Regions from separate parts of the Pan troglodytes genome. Here all the other regions are linked to region 1. The links are chromatin contacts, called in public HiChIP or PLAC-seq maps. All regions are on one chromosome and are shown on one strand. The core of a region is the stretch at or near the end of the contact, and the rest is flanking DNA. Distances in the headings are between cores, read along the strand shown. Region 1 holds the start of MTCL3 (MTCL family member 3). Region 2 holds the start of RNF146 (ring finger protein 146). Region 3 holds the start of ECHDC1 (ethylmalonyl-CoA decarboxylase 1).

Evidence for each region. HiChIP or PLAC-seq counts read pairs in DNA pulled down with a chosen protein or histone mark.
Region 2: a contact with region 1 is called in an H3K4me3 HiChIP or PLAC-seq map of stem cell-derived excitatory neurons, with 2.6 times the contacts expected there. The contact joins the promoter of RNF146 here to the promoter of MTCL3 in region 1. A contact is called at or near these places in 1 of 7 Hi-C or Micro-C datasets (stem cell-derived neural progenitor cells) and 1 of 1 datasets of contacts at active chromatin or transcription factors (stem cell-derived excitatory neurons).
Region 3: an H3K4me3 HiChIP or PLAC-seq map of stem cell-derived excitatory neurons shows a contact between it and region 1, with 2.8 times the contacts expected there. The contact joins the promoter of ECHDC1 here to the promoter of MTCL3 in region 1. A contact is called at or near these places in 1 of 7 Hi-C or Micro-C datasets (stem cell-derived neural progenitor cells) and 1 of 1 datasets of contacts at active chromatin or transcription factors (stem cell-derived excitatory neurons).

The regions. Positions count from the first base shown.
Region 1 is chr5:139,405,703-139,410,344 of NHGRI_mPanTro3-v2.0_pri, forward strand. It overlaps MTCL3 (MTCL family member 3), which reads right to left and starts at 1,840. Exons shown (of 7, transcript XM_003950919.6): 1 at 1,084-1,840.
Region 2 is chr5:139,153,030-139,157,671 of NHGRI_mPanTro3-v2.0_pri, forward strand. It overlaps RNF146 (ring finger protein 146), which reads left to right and starts at 2,015. Exons shown (of 3, transcript XM_518728.8): 1 at 2,015-2,392.
Region 3 is chr5:139,228,024-139,232,665 of NHGRI_mPanTro3-v2.0_pri, forward strand. It overlaps ECHDC1 (ethylmalonyl-CoA decarboxylase 1), which reads right to left and starts at 2,782. Exons shown (of 6, transcript NM_001098573.1): 1 at 2,731-2,782. The coding sequence starts at 2,746.

The sequences.
Region 1 (4,642 bases), core at 590-3,089:
GGTGATGAATTTTCCTATGCTTACCCAGTTTTGTAGTCTTATGAATCACTTTAGTTTTAAGTGTAATTGCTAGATAGAAAATATTTTCATTCTTAGCCATCTTCTTACATCGCATATCATAGGCAAAAGTTGTACTTTTTAAAGTGCCCATTTCCTCCCATATAGCAATTCTGAGACAGAACCCAGAAGGCTGGTGCATCTTCCCTCATGGTGGTAAGATCAATTTCCAGTATGTGTATTTCCAAGATAAATCCGTCACTAGCTTCTTTAATCTGAAAAATAGCAAGTTACTGCCTCATGGGTTCCTCTCCCTAGGGATCCAGGCAGCTAGTCAATTAGTTGCCTTTTCCTTAAAATTATTTCTGTCTAAAGCACTGAAAGGGGCATGACTAGGCATAAATTTCTCCTTTAACAATATTTGTTCTATACAGAGAGCAGATTACTTTACTGCCAGTTATTTTACTTGCATTATTCTTGTTAACATCTATTGTTAGCATCACAACTTAGCATGCAGTAATTCCTCATTTTATAAAGAAATATTACCGAAGGGTTCCTAATCCACCTCCCTTTCTGTTTCTGGCACCTCCTTCCAACTCACTTTGAAATATAAAGGTGAACAAAGAAGACATTGGGGGAAAATTGCCCACCAACTTGTTTTCTACATCTTCTCTCCCAGCCGCGATACTACTAGAATGTCTGGCCTAGTTTATCGTCATGGGTGGCACTAACATTGTCTAGCTAACTAACTTATATTGCCAATGCAAACTTATTTTTGTTTTTAATCAGGCAGAATAATTCCAGAGCTGAGAAGCCAATTTTAAACTCAGCCCTCAGACAGCATTAACCCAGGCGAAAGCTTGTGTTCCAGTAACTGGGCTCCACAATCAAAGGTATCCGGCTGCTGTCACGTGGTTCCCACAAAGTGACAAGATGCTGCATCTCTTCAAGGCTTTCCCGGTGAAAATTATCACCCAACCAACCCCGGCACGGCTTAGACCAACACTTTTAATCTCAAGTTTTATCCGCCTGCTAACCCACCCCATCATTCATCCCCAACCCTTTAGAAATCCAGAACTTGCTCACTTCTCAGCAGAGGCGAGGTTTCCAAGTAGCTGAACAAATCAACAGCACTTTCCTTCTGATATTCCGGGTATCTCAGGGTTTATTATTGTGCCTTTCTGCGCCGAGGAAAGTTCAACTTCATATTATTGTACGCGACTTTCCGGCTGAGCATGACTTTGGGCTCGCTCGCCGCAGTTCCACACCCACTCGATTTCTCCAAACAATGGCGGTAACGTCAAGATTCAGCTGCCCACAGAGCGGGTGACTTCCCGGCGGTCCGCGGCTGGGCTGGAGCTGCAGCTCTCAGCAGGCTAACACGCGAGGTACCAAGCTGGGCCAGACGCTCCCCAGGAAGTGCAGAGATGTTCACGAGCTGACCTCACCGAACTGGGCAGGAGAGAAGGCGGGATTGCAAGGGACGATAGGGTAGAAGTAACCAAAGAGAGGTTACTTTCAAGAGGAAAGAGAAGAAGGCGGGGAGGGGGACGGGGGACGGGGGTGGGGAGTGGCGGGATAAAGAGACAAAAAGGCCAGAGCCACGCCCGAGATGGAAGATTGGCAGCAGCGCTCAAACTCCTTGCTCTATTCTCTTATCCCGTACTTGGCAGAGGATCCCCAAACCGCTCGAACACGGATGCACTGGTTTCCTGCAAAGCTTTGTCCTGGGTTCGGTCATTCTCCATCAATTATTTACTTGAGCTTCTTTTCCAAGGAGGCGGACTAGAACAGCCTTCCGGGCGTGACTAACATCTCCTGATGCAGCTGGCTGGCGGCTGCTGGGAGTTCTCTTTGTTCACTCACTTTAATTCTCAGTCGAGCTCTCCACGCGGTGCTCCCTCCCCACCCCCAGCCCGGGCGGAGTCATCAGATGTCGTTTCCACGAATAGATAATGGTTGCCATGATGGGACCCACCGTCCCACAGACAAAGGGTTCTTGCGAAGCCACGACTAATTTAGTGCAAACCGAAATAATATCGGCCCACAGAGATCCTTTACAGAACCGTTTGCCTTCAGTACGTTTTCCTGTTTTCTATTGAGTGCCGGTTTCTACCGTGAAAATGAGTAATTGCTGGGATCCATAATCTTTATAGTAGTGCATGCGAACAATAACAGAAACCAGGAAGAATACATTATATCAGCCTAAAAGGGAATTCATTTAAAAAGAGGAGTTCAGAATATACATGTCTTTACAATTTACACTAACCCATACTGTTTCACAGTAATAATATTTTTAAAAATTAAGTGGAATTTTCTCTTTTTCTTTTCAGTTTCTTCTTTCAGTGGGGGGCGGGGGGCATGGGAGCCTCCCTTCTACCTCTAAGAATTCCTTTGTGAGCTTGAGTATGAGAATAAAAGTAAGTACTGCTTTTGAAAGGGCATTTTAAAATTTAATTTGTCTTACATTTATATGGTGATTTTGTAAGTAAAAGGAAGAAGATATCTTGAAATAATAATAGCTTTTTGTGCCAACATGAATTTTGGCTTAAGAGATTCAATTTTCCAAGTGTTGATCTTGCATTAAAAGTGAAATAAAAACAATTTAGGAGTAGTTTGCATAAAAGCAATTATTACAGCAAAATAAAAACATGCTCAAGCTCTGGTTATTCTTATCTTTAGAGACACATAAAACAAATATGATATCACGATAAAATCATTCATGTTCCAAAATAGGTATTAAAAGCCAATTTTGAGCCTGGCACTGTCCAAGGTACTGGGATGCAAAGCTGAATCAAGAAATTGTCCCTGTGCTGGGGACACTCAAGCATACTGGTGAAAACTGAGATAATTTCCTTATTTTCTTTCAAATACCTTTGGGAACAGGAAAAGTGACATCTGTGACATTTATAATAAAAAGCCCACACCTCGACTAGCATACCAAAAATAAAGGAAAAAAAAAAAAGCAAGTGAAAATGTAATCACAAGTTGGTTTGAATTTATATTAGGCAATTTCTTATTATGTACCCAAACTTGAGCTGTAATATCCTCAATATCAAGATGCACATGTCTCATCCAATCAAAATGGATAAAGTAGATACAAATATTTTTCAGCTCAATCTTTACCAATAAAATATTGATACTGTAAACACAGTCTAAAGACACAGAATATGCATAGTCCTGCTTCTCTAAGAATTTTTACTCTGCTCAGGCATCTATGTTTTGATTTTTTTTCCGAAAGCGGTATCATTTATTTCAGTGCAAATAGTAACTTTAAAAAGTAAAATAAATATTAAGAATGGATTATTATGTATCCTTAAATCAAACAATGTGTCTAAATGTTTCATTTTATAATTTAGTATTATGCAATTTCAAGGTTGAAAACTGTAATAATACAGAATAAGTATAAGCAATATTTAACATGCTTGTTTACCCATAAGTATGCCATAAGAAAAATAACTTCTGAATTGGATATTTTCCTGATTTATTCCTTTATTTGCTGGTTAAAATTATATTGCTTCAACTAAGCAAAACTTAAAAATGATTATTCAAAGGCTTTTTTCCAAGATTTAGAAAGATTTCAGCATTATTTTTACTGTGTTTCAGAAGCAGACAGGCCAATCAGCCTTCTAATGTTTGCTTATAATAATGAGTTATCCACTTCATAGCACAGCAAAATGTGGACCTTCGATCAAGGGAAGAAGGCTAAAGTCTCAAATTGGAAACCCTTAAGAAATACGTAGTTTAAAATTTCCAACCTCCTATTCTCACGACTTTACATCACAATATCTTAATTTATATAGCTTTATATTTTGCAAGGCCCTTTCATTTTGTGTGCTCAAAACAAAGCGTGTGAAGTAGATACTATCTTCTCCACCAAACACAGAATAACTGAGTTTCAGAGATGTTAAGTGACTTCCTCTAGTTAAATTTCAGAATCACAACTTAAACTTGGTTCCTCTTCTCCATCAATTGTGCTTACTATATTGGCCTTAAGTGCCTCACCTCCTTTTCATAGCATGATGTAAAACTCTGCATCTCAAAGCCAGATTTTGCACCTGTATCCTAGTTCAATGTTTTCACCAATGCATAGAATATCTACATTTGGAGATAACACTATCACCTCAAACTCATGTAATTTTTTTCTTTTTTCCAACTCTTATCTATTTCTATTTATCTTTTAGTAAAGAAAAAACAATATATTCTGTATCTATTTTTCTTTTAGTGAAACTATCATGTCATATACTTTCCCACTAAACATGGGCTTCTTCATTGCTTTGTCTTTTCCCTTCACTTCTATAATCATATTTTCTTTCAAAATGTCTTATATTCATCATTTCTTCTTTATCTCCTTTGCAATCAACTACCAAAATGCAGATCCTCATAATTCTAGTTTAGACTGTTACAAATGCTTCCTCTGTTAATGATAGATTTTTTTCTCTCAGATCCGCACTGCTTAATGCTGCCTGTTTACACCTTTATTAAACAACACTTTCCTCATGTCATTCTGTTTACAGTCATATCTACATTGTTACATCGCATCCAGACTCTTCTTCCTAGACCGCAAGTAAGTGTACTGTCCCCATTCTATAAGATGTACTCTCTAATACATCACTCTGTCCTCATCAGACTTACTGTCTCTTTT
Region 2 (4,642 bases), core at 765-3,264, 250 kb before region 1:
TTTTTTGTGTTTTTAGTAGAGACAGGGTTTCACTGTGTTAGCCACGGTGGTCTTGATCTACTGACCTCGTGATCCGCCCACTTCAGCCTCCTAAAGTGCTGGGATTACAGGCGTGAGCTACTGCCCGGCCATGTGTGTATTCATTCATTCATTCATTCATTCATTTACTCATTCATGTAACACATATTTACAGAGAACCTCTTTAAATGTGTCAGGCACTATTCCTGGCAGTTGAGATACAAAACAGAACACACATTCCTGGCCTCCTGAGTCTTGTGTCCTAATGTGATGAGAAATATGATGAAGATTATTAAGTAAAATAAATTATCCATTACACTGTGATAAGTATTAAAAAGTAAAGGAGGAAATATGAAATATTGGGATGGGAAACATCATGATTTAAAATATGCTGACAAGTAGAGGGACTGACTGAAGAGTTGGACATCTGAGCACATATGGAGGGAGCATGATGGGGAAGAGTGTTCTAAGCAGAGGAAACCACAACTGCAAAGACTATGAGGTTGGCAGCTTGTGGAGAGCTTTCTGGGAATACAAAGCTGGGTAAACAGTCTGTGGGGTCAAAGAGGTAATGAGGGGAGGATTTTAAAGCCATCGTTAGGACTTTGGTTTTTACTTGTGTTGGGAAGCCATAGGAGACTTTGAGCAAAGGAGTGGTACGATCTCACTTCTTTTTAAGTAGATTTATTTAGGATTCTGTATTAAGGATAGAGTCAAAAGACTAGTTCTTGGTCTACCATAACACTATAATCCAAACAAGAGATGATGCAGATTGTAGCGGAGGTGGTAAGTAGTTGGATATACTTTGAAGGAAGAGCCAACAGGTTATATGCCAAATGCATATAAGACATAAAAGAGAGGAGTTAAAGATGGGTTTGAACAAGGAAAGATGCAGCCATTTACTGAAATACAAAGACCTTGGGTATGAGTGAGAAGGGGTTGAACTAGCTGACATCTTACAGTCTGTGCCTGGATTCAAATCTCAGCTGTGTGTGTCTCTCTCTCTCTGTAAAATGGGAATAATAATAGTGCCTACCTCATAGTTTATTATGAGAATTAAGTGGGTATATATGAATAAAGCACTTAGAGCAACACCTGGTACATTGTTAGTTAATATTAGCATTACCTCTTCAAACTGGAACCTTCGAGTACATATCAAATTTTAGCTATTCTCTGTTCATGGGCTGTGTAGGATAGAGGGACAAAACTGAGTGGCTAATAAGATAAAGATAGAAAACTAGCTTAAAATTAAAGGATATACACTTCAATATTTCTACATGTATAGAACAGTATTGCATACACGGGCAAGCATCACTGAACTAGATGCACCCTTCAAGAGACTGGGTTACATATTGATATATATGAATGAGAACCCTGAAATAAACTGATTTCAGAGGAATAACAGAAAACATATACATTTCTGTACCTATAAGGACACTGAAAACTTCCAATCCTGAATCAAACAGTTAATGAAATCCCAAAATGCAACACTAATGCAAATGAGAAGACGCTGTCATAGAATGTTGAAATACATACTCTTCCAAAGATAAAAGGTCTGCTCTTCCACCCTCTTTATTTTCCTACAAATTAGGAAAATTTAATCAGTTCTGAAAAAGGAAATGTACATGCTAAAATGGTGAATTACTGCTAGAGTTCTGATGTTTAAAACCACAGGCTTGCGATCAAAATAACCTCTTTAATTTTAGATTATCATGCAGATTAATTTCTTTCTTCAGTTTCTCAGGCACTATTCTGTTTTTTTAAAAAAAGGGGGGTTTCCAAAGAAAACTAATACTCATTTTTTCCCCGATTAAATTGCTCAACCATTAAAAAGGAGAACAAATTGGAAAGTCCTACAGTACTCTCTCCCCTCCGTCCCCCTACTCCCCATATTTTTTCTTGAAAGGGAAGAAGCAGTACTTTTGCTAAGGGATCTTTAAGCCGAAACTCAGCTAGGCGCCCCAGAGCTTCCCCGGGATAGCAAAGCTGGATTTTTGAGCAGCACCACCTGCCGGTCCTACACACGTTTTACTTCCTCCACCCCAAATCTCTTTCTGCTGGAACTGCATTCTTTCAGAGCCTCTGGGCCCTAATACAAAGCAAGCACACTCTAAAGAAGCCAGAAGAATGCAAGCAGCGAAGTCGCCGCTCCCCACAGGCAAGAGAGTACCGGCAGGCAGCGGCGCGAGACAGGGGCAGAACGATGAGGCGCCGGAGCGAGCTCGCCGGTGCGGGTGCGGGTGCGCGGCGCGGCGCGGCCCCTCCTCCGCGACGCGCCGGGTGGTCACGTGACGGCCGCGCGCGTTCCCGGCAGCTGCGGGCTCCGAGGCCAGAGAGAAAAGACTGCGAGGTGGCCGCAGCTGTGGCCGGAGAGGTGGGAGTCGGAGCGAGGCCCTCTCGGGGGAGCAGGGTGAACGCCGGCCACTCTAGGATCCTCACTCGGGGAGAGGAGGCATAGCTGGCGGTGTCACCTCCAGTCGCAACGTACTCCGGGTCGGCCTTGCGCTCGGGGCCTGAGAGGGGCGGCGGCGGGGTCAGGGGCCGGTACGTAGATGGACGCCCTTGGGCTGGCGCGGCCCCGGCTGTCCGCGCAGAGGCGGGATGGGACAGTTCAGCCCTTTCCGCCACCCCCGCCTTGGCTGCTCGGGCAGGCAAGACGACCGTGACAGCCCCTGCGCTGCCCGAGGGCGCCGCAGCCCCTGCCCTGGGTGACGGCCGGAGCTGGTCTCGGTCTGGGTGCGAGGGGCGGAGCAGCGGCCATTACTGCGCAGCCTCTTCCGCCTGAGCCCGCTTCGCTGCCTCGGGTGGCAGGCGGGTCCCTCTCCTCCCCTCTGGGCCGTGGTTTCAGGCCTTTACCCGGGGACCTTCTGGCCTCGAGGTGTAGGGGCGGAGATGGTTTTTCGGCGGTAGCCTGCTCCATGTTTTCCCGTGTGGGGTCAGACAGTTTGGGCCTTGGGTCAGATCGAAGCCAGGGCGTACAGTCTGCATTTTTGCCTTTTCCCGGAGTGTCTCTGGCTGCTGCTTTCTCTTCTCTCGCTCTTCCTCCTGCTCAGTGTCTCGGTCTTGCCTAAAACGAAGAGAGCAATCCCTGCACCTTGTCCTAGCGAAGCCCAGCGCTGCATATTCTTAGTTGTTTTTGACGGCTGTTGAAGCATCGGAACAATTAAGAGATCTCAGAATATCCCTTGAGCCTCCAAACCCTCTGCATCTTAAAAGCTGAGGCTGTTGCTTTGTTCTGATTGTTGGGTGGGGAGTTCTCTTCCTACCCTCCATCCCGTCTGAAGGAGTGTGGGTCTTCCATTGTTGTCGCTATTTATTTTGCGAAGGCTTCTAAAGAATGTAGAATTGTTTTAAGAGTGGAGACGGAACCGTCCTCTCCACAGGTAAAACCTACAGGACTGTAAGTTTACACACACATCCTGGCAACTAGAATCTTTTCTCGTTAATCATTTTGGTATATGTTTTAATTTCTTTTCTCTAAGTGCCATTTTAGTGAGCACTTATTTCTCAAGTTTTGAACATTTTGTTTAAGTAATATTTTTGTAATATCGAAACAGTGTAGAACTGAGGAGAGAAGAAAGCCCAAAGATGATAGGGAACGCTTTGTTCTTTGTATGATTGGCATTTCAGGTAGTGGGCACATCACCCCCATCTCGTGTGTGTACTTTTCAAATGGGATGTGAACGTATAATATTGGCATTCAATCCAGTATATAATTATAGAATTTGGAAGACTTAGGACATTTTAGTCAGTGAATCTATATTTAGACTTTTCAAAGACATGGCACGTAAGGACACGTGGAGAAAATGTCCCACACAAATAACAGGATTTGTGATTTTGGCATTGCTGTTTTATGACTAGCAAATATTGTTTGTATAGAGTGTCTGGGTGCCCTAAAAACACATGAAAATAGGTCAACTAAATCTCGTTTTAAAGAGAAAACCGGAAGAGTGAACACCACTCTAAAAATAGATTTTGGATGTGTTTGTTTTGGTGCCTTGTATATCTTAAAGTGGAGGATGTTGTTCAGCCCAATCTTTCATTTAGAATTTATGTCTCAAATGAGCCAGTGTATCATGTGGGCAGAATGGAAATACATTTAAATATTTTTTTCTTCGCTGGTTGTTCAGAACTTGGTAGAATTATAATTATCAGGAAAACTCTCTCCAAATAGCTGGTCTTTTAGACAAGAGAAGAAAAAAGAAATAACTTTTTTTAAAAGGAGATGTCAACTTACAAAGTGTTTTGTTTCAGTCTCCACCAACCTAAATTGTCAGAGGAAAGGAACAGACTTTTTTTTTTTTAAAGGATCCAAAACGATATTTTGAGTCAAAAGAAGAAAAGGATATTAAATCTTTTGTTTTCACAATATCGATCTTTTTAAAGAATATTATTTTATATGTTAACCATATACTACCAGGAAACATCTAACAGCACTGACAGTTGGGAATTCGAATGCGTATTTTTCTCCCGTGTTAGTAATAGAAGGTACTGAGCCTTTTCCATTCTCTTGGTTGCCTTGTGCCTGAGGAATCTGAATTTGTGAAACAACATCTTTGTGGATATAGAAACTAATTTATGTAACACTCGGCTACAACCACCTGTGCTTACTTACGGACTATCT
Region 3 (4,642 bases), core at 1,532-4,031, 180 kb before region 1:
AGTGGCACACACCTCTAATCCTAGTTACTCAGGAGGCTGAGGCAGGAGAATAACTTGAACCCAGGAAACGGAAATTGCAGTGAGCCAAGATCACATCACTGCACTCCAGCCATGGTGACAGAGCAAGAGACTCTGTCTCAAAAAAAAAAAAAAAAAAAAAAAAAAAAGAAAGAAAGAAAGAAAGAAAGAAAAAGAAAAAAGAACTATTTCACTGTTGGGGTTTTTAAAAAATGCAAACCCAGGGGGTGTGGCTACAAGTGAGGGTATCATAGTCAGCCAAATAAATAAATAATCTTTCACTGGCCTCTGGTCAGCTTGCCAAAGAGCCACACCTTCTCCATCACTCCTAGCTGAGGAATCTCTGCTCCTCTTCAGAAAGGGAAGGCAAGAGCTCCTTGTCTGGTTTTATTCATATTTACAAAATGGGTTTATATGCAACATAATCTCTATTGGATCACTAATAAAAATATTGACACTTTTTAAGAAATGAGGTTAATAGACAATACAAAGTCATTCTACATATCTACATATAATACATATCGTGTAAGGGTCTAGTTAGTAGTATTCTTCCTACTTTAACTATTTGAACAGATTTTCTCACAAGACTGTTAGGTGTGAGTTAAGGATAACCTGATGCATTTTCTATAACTTTCTCAGAATGAGAGGCAATTTACCCAGTAGGTATTGAGATAAGACTTGACTCACTGTGTCCTTCCCTTCTTCATTCTATTTACTGAGGATGAAGGGAACTTGCTTTCTCCCTCTCTCCCTTTCTCCCTCCTCTCTCCTCTCTGCAACCTAGGGCTGCCTTCAATTTGGGAAGTGTCCCATTCTAAGAAGGCCAAATAGCCTAGAGCTCAGGGTTCCTTAGGAATGCTTCTAGTCTAGGGAAAATAAGCTGTCAAGGTCATGTACCAGTTCAGCTAATAAACCTGGGAGGCCTACATATTCAGAGCCAAACATAGCATGCCTAGGGTCTTGCTTTTGCCTAGAATATGCCGTTAATCAGGTATGAAGATACAACCCAATGAAGCAGATACATGTGGGGCAGAGGCCACAATTTCCACCTTGATAACTTTAGAATAAAAGTGCTAAAGAAACTTGATAAGGACTTAGATGGTTCCTTTAAAAGTTTTTTTCTTTTTTTGCCTGTCTTCCATAATCCTCTGTTTAGAGGAAGAAACAAGGAGTTAATCTAGAAAATAAGGAGGAGGGACTTATAAAAGCATTAGCATTTTGTGGGAAAGTAGAATCAGTAAACAACATATCTTCTGCTCTCATTGTAAAGGGTCTGTCTGCTCTGTCTTGATACATTACCCCTCTCTCCAACATCAACACTACAGCAATTAGTATGAATGCCATCAGATCTATATCCTTTTATCCTCAAATCTTTAAAACATTAAATATTTAAGTAATAGTAGTATTTTGCCTCATTAGACATCTTTGATCCATCACTGAAATGCCAATTTTTCCAAGAAAATCTTGTAATACTTCATGTATCCTTTCTCTATTAATTCCATATTTTCTCTCTTCTCTCATTCTATTCCCTCCCACTACTGTCTCTCCTTTTCTCTCCTCCTCTTATATTCCTTGTCTGTGCCAGAAAAACCTGAGAACACTGCTTAAGCCTGCTAGATTCACTGACCCCAAGTTTAGAAATCCAATTCTAAAAATTTTATAATAGCCTATTATGTACACTTTCGTCCCAGTTCTAAATTCAGAGACTATCTTAGACAAAAGCTCAGTGATGAGATGACAAGGTGTCAGTCATTATTAACCTACTATAGTATCTAATAGTATAAAGTGAACAAAGCTTAAGATTCAGGTTCTGTAGAAGCATGTAGTTAAACGATTGGTTTATTTTGGATTTCTTCCAGAATCACAGGAAGATGAAAAGGTTCTGAAGCATTTACAATTTTATAAGCTTTCTTCAGGGTAAAACTTATGTTTAAAACTTGCCATGCAGGAAGTCTTGCAGCCCCACCGCAAAGAAGATTCAGTGGAGCTGAACAAGCTCACTACCAAGCCACTGAAAAGAGGAAAGAAAGTCCATCTGAGATCAAAGGTCGCACTTCCCATTTTTTTCAAGTTCTGCAAAGGTGATCTGTTTCCCTTTAGTGCACAGGAAATAAGTGAGATGTTCTCTAAAAGCCTTTACCTGTTTCACCTTATACTGTAATCACTAAATCCAGAAGACTAACGCAAACTCATACTTAAAAAGAAAACAATTAGCCTAGAGCACGTAATAGAAATCAGAAGCATTTGATTTCAGACTGTCTGTATATCGCCTGTTTGTAAAAGTTCTGATTCGGTTGTAGGCTGTCATAACATAAACTACCTTTCAAGGTTCATTACATGCCACCCACAACTCTCTCCCTCACACAGTCAAAATGCACAACTTTCAGTTCCTGAAATCCTTTTGATTTTTTCGCCATCTCAAGCTTTCGCATATGCGATCTACCTGTTACATTTTTGTCTTCCTCAGAGTAACTTCAAATCATCTCCTCTAACATAGGACTACATAAAGTCCCCTTATTGTCTGCTCTCACAACATCTGTATCTCTCATCACCACTCTCACTCACTCTTTGCTGTAATTAGTTTTTTAACCAGTTCTTCCCATTAGTCTTAGCTGCAAGAGGGCATTTGCAGTGCCTAAAGATAATATTCTTAAGACTAAACAGGGGCTTAAGAATCTGGCCACAAATCAACTCTCCAACCTCACAACTCACCCTGTTTCAATGCCATGCTTCTTCACAGGCTGGCTTCCCTTCCTGGAATGTTAATCATTGCAGGAATCCCCGCTGATTATACAGCCGCCTTTCAGGCCAGAACCCAATAAGAAATCAAGAAAGGATCACCCGTTCTATTACTGCGCTGCTCCCTCCCCTCGTAGATTTCACAAATATACTTCTCACCACAAGCTTGTCTGTTCCAAGAGAATGCTAGCTCTTCTAAAGAAGGAGCCCTTTGTTTTCCTTGCCCTTGTCCAGTTCCTCTGCATACCTCTAGCACCTAGAGCAACAACTGCTATACAGGAGCCCAGATGTGGGACAGAGCAAAGAACTGAGTGTTGATTTAATGTTGCCTGAAGTCCTTAACAGCCCCTTCAACCTATAACTTAACTGTGTTTTTAATCCCCTACACGTGTAATCCCTGTATGTGTGCGCAGCGTTAAAAGGATTATTGTAGCTCAAAAATTCTCCAATGAAAGAACCTCTACCAGAAAGGAGCTGCTCATCTTTCGTTCTTGAAAAGTTGGCTGCACGATACAAGTAAGAAAAGTTTTAGTTAAGCAAGACAACTTATACATAAAAGACAATTATAGAGGTCACAGGGAACATTACCTAACTTAGCACAGGGCCTCGAATGTATTCCGAAATTAAATCAGCATGTAGAAAGCAAGCCTCCTCATGCTTTTTAAAGTGTAATCTCGCGACCTCGCGGCGCGCTCTGGGAAGACCGATTCATCTCTTCCCCTCGCCCTCTTTCCCCGCCCGGCGCACAGCCGGCCCGTGGCGCTCGGCATTGCGTCTCCACGTCCAGCGGGGGGCAGGCCTGCGCGGCGCTTGCAAGGGACAAGCCGCGGAGCCGGCGAGGCTCGCCGTCTGGGACACGTTTGGAGAAGCGAGCGGTACAGTCCATTCCACGGCGACATTTTAGGATTCTCCCACTGACAACACTAAACTGAAGCGTTAAGACCAACCCTTACGACCACTTACCGTCGCAGGCCACGGTGGTGACTTCCTTTTCCGCTCCCCTACACACGCTTTTCCGTTTTGCGTGCCTTTGTTTCCGCTCCCCCCGGGACCATCGTGCGCCCCTGTCCTCCGTTCTTGTAGGTCCTCTCCTCTTCTCCGCGTCTTCTCTTTTACTATCCCACGCTCCCCTTTCCTTTCTCCGGGAACTTTATCCCGTTCCTCTGCCGGTTCCCGTGACCCCGGAAATCCCGCTCCTGCCGCGAGGCGCCCTCCGCTTCGCGCTCCCTCGTGTCACGAGGGAGCCAGGGTGGGCGGTCTCCTATTGTACTTGGCTTTTGAATTTTCGCTTTTGCAGCACAAAGGTAGGGCTGGGAAAGGAGGCTGCCGAACCGTGCTTGTTTTCGCTCCGATAAACGTGAGAAAAAGTGGAGGTGAAGAAGCCAGTGTAGGCAAATAGCGAGAGGGGAGAGGACAGAAAGGTACCGAAGGTCGACATTTTTTAGGTATCTTATCCAAGTTATTGAGGGGAATGGGTATTTAGCCAGTTTTTTGTTTGTTTGTTTTTATCCGAATATCCAGTGTGTGTCTTGAATGTGTGAATGTGACGTGTTTATAAAGCTCAGTAAGCTTAAAATTCCGTGCCAATACATTTTGTATGCCGCAGACAGGAAGTGCTTTGGAAGACCCTTGAAAGGGGAGGTGATTTTACACCAATATTGAGATCATTTTGTCAGAGTCGTGGGACTAAAGGTAGACCTTAGGTAGTCGATGTCAAAGATAAGCGCAGCTGGACGTTAAAGCGGTGAAAACATTCAGTTAACTACTGACAGGAAAGAGCTGAGCTCTATTTCGATTCGTGCAGAGATCATCTGGGCATTTTTAAAGGGACGTTTTAAAAGGAGAAAGGGGATATGCGGGCGCTCAGTAGAGAAAGTGAACCTAC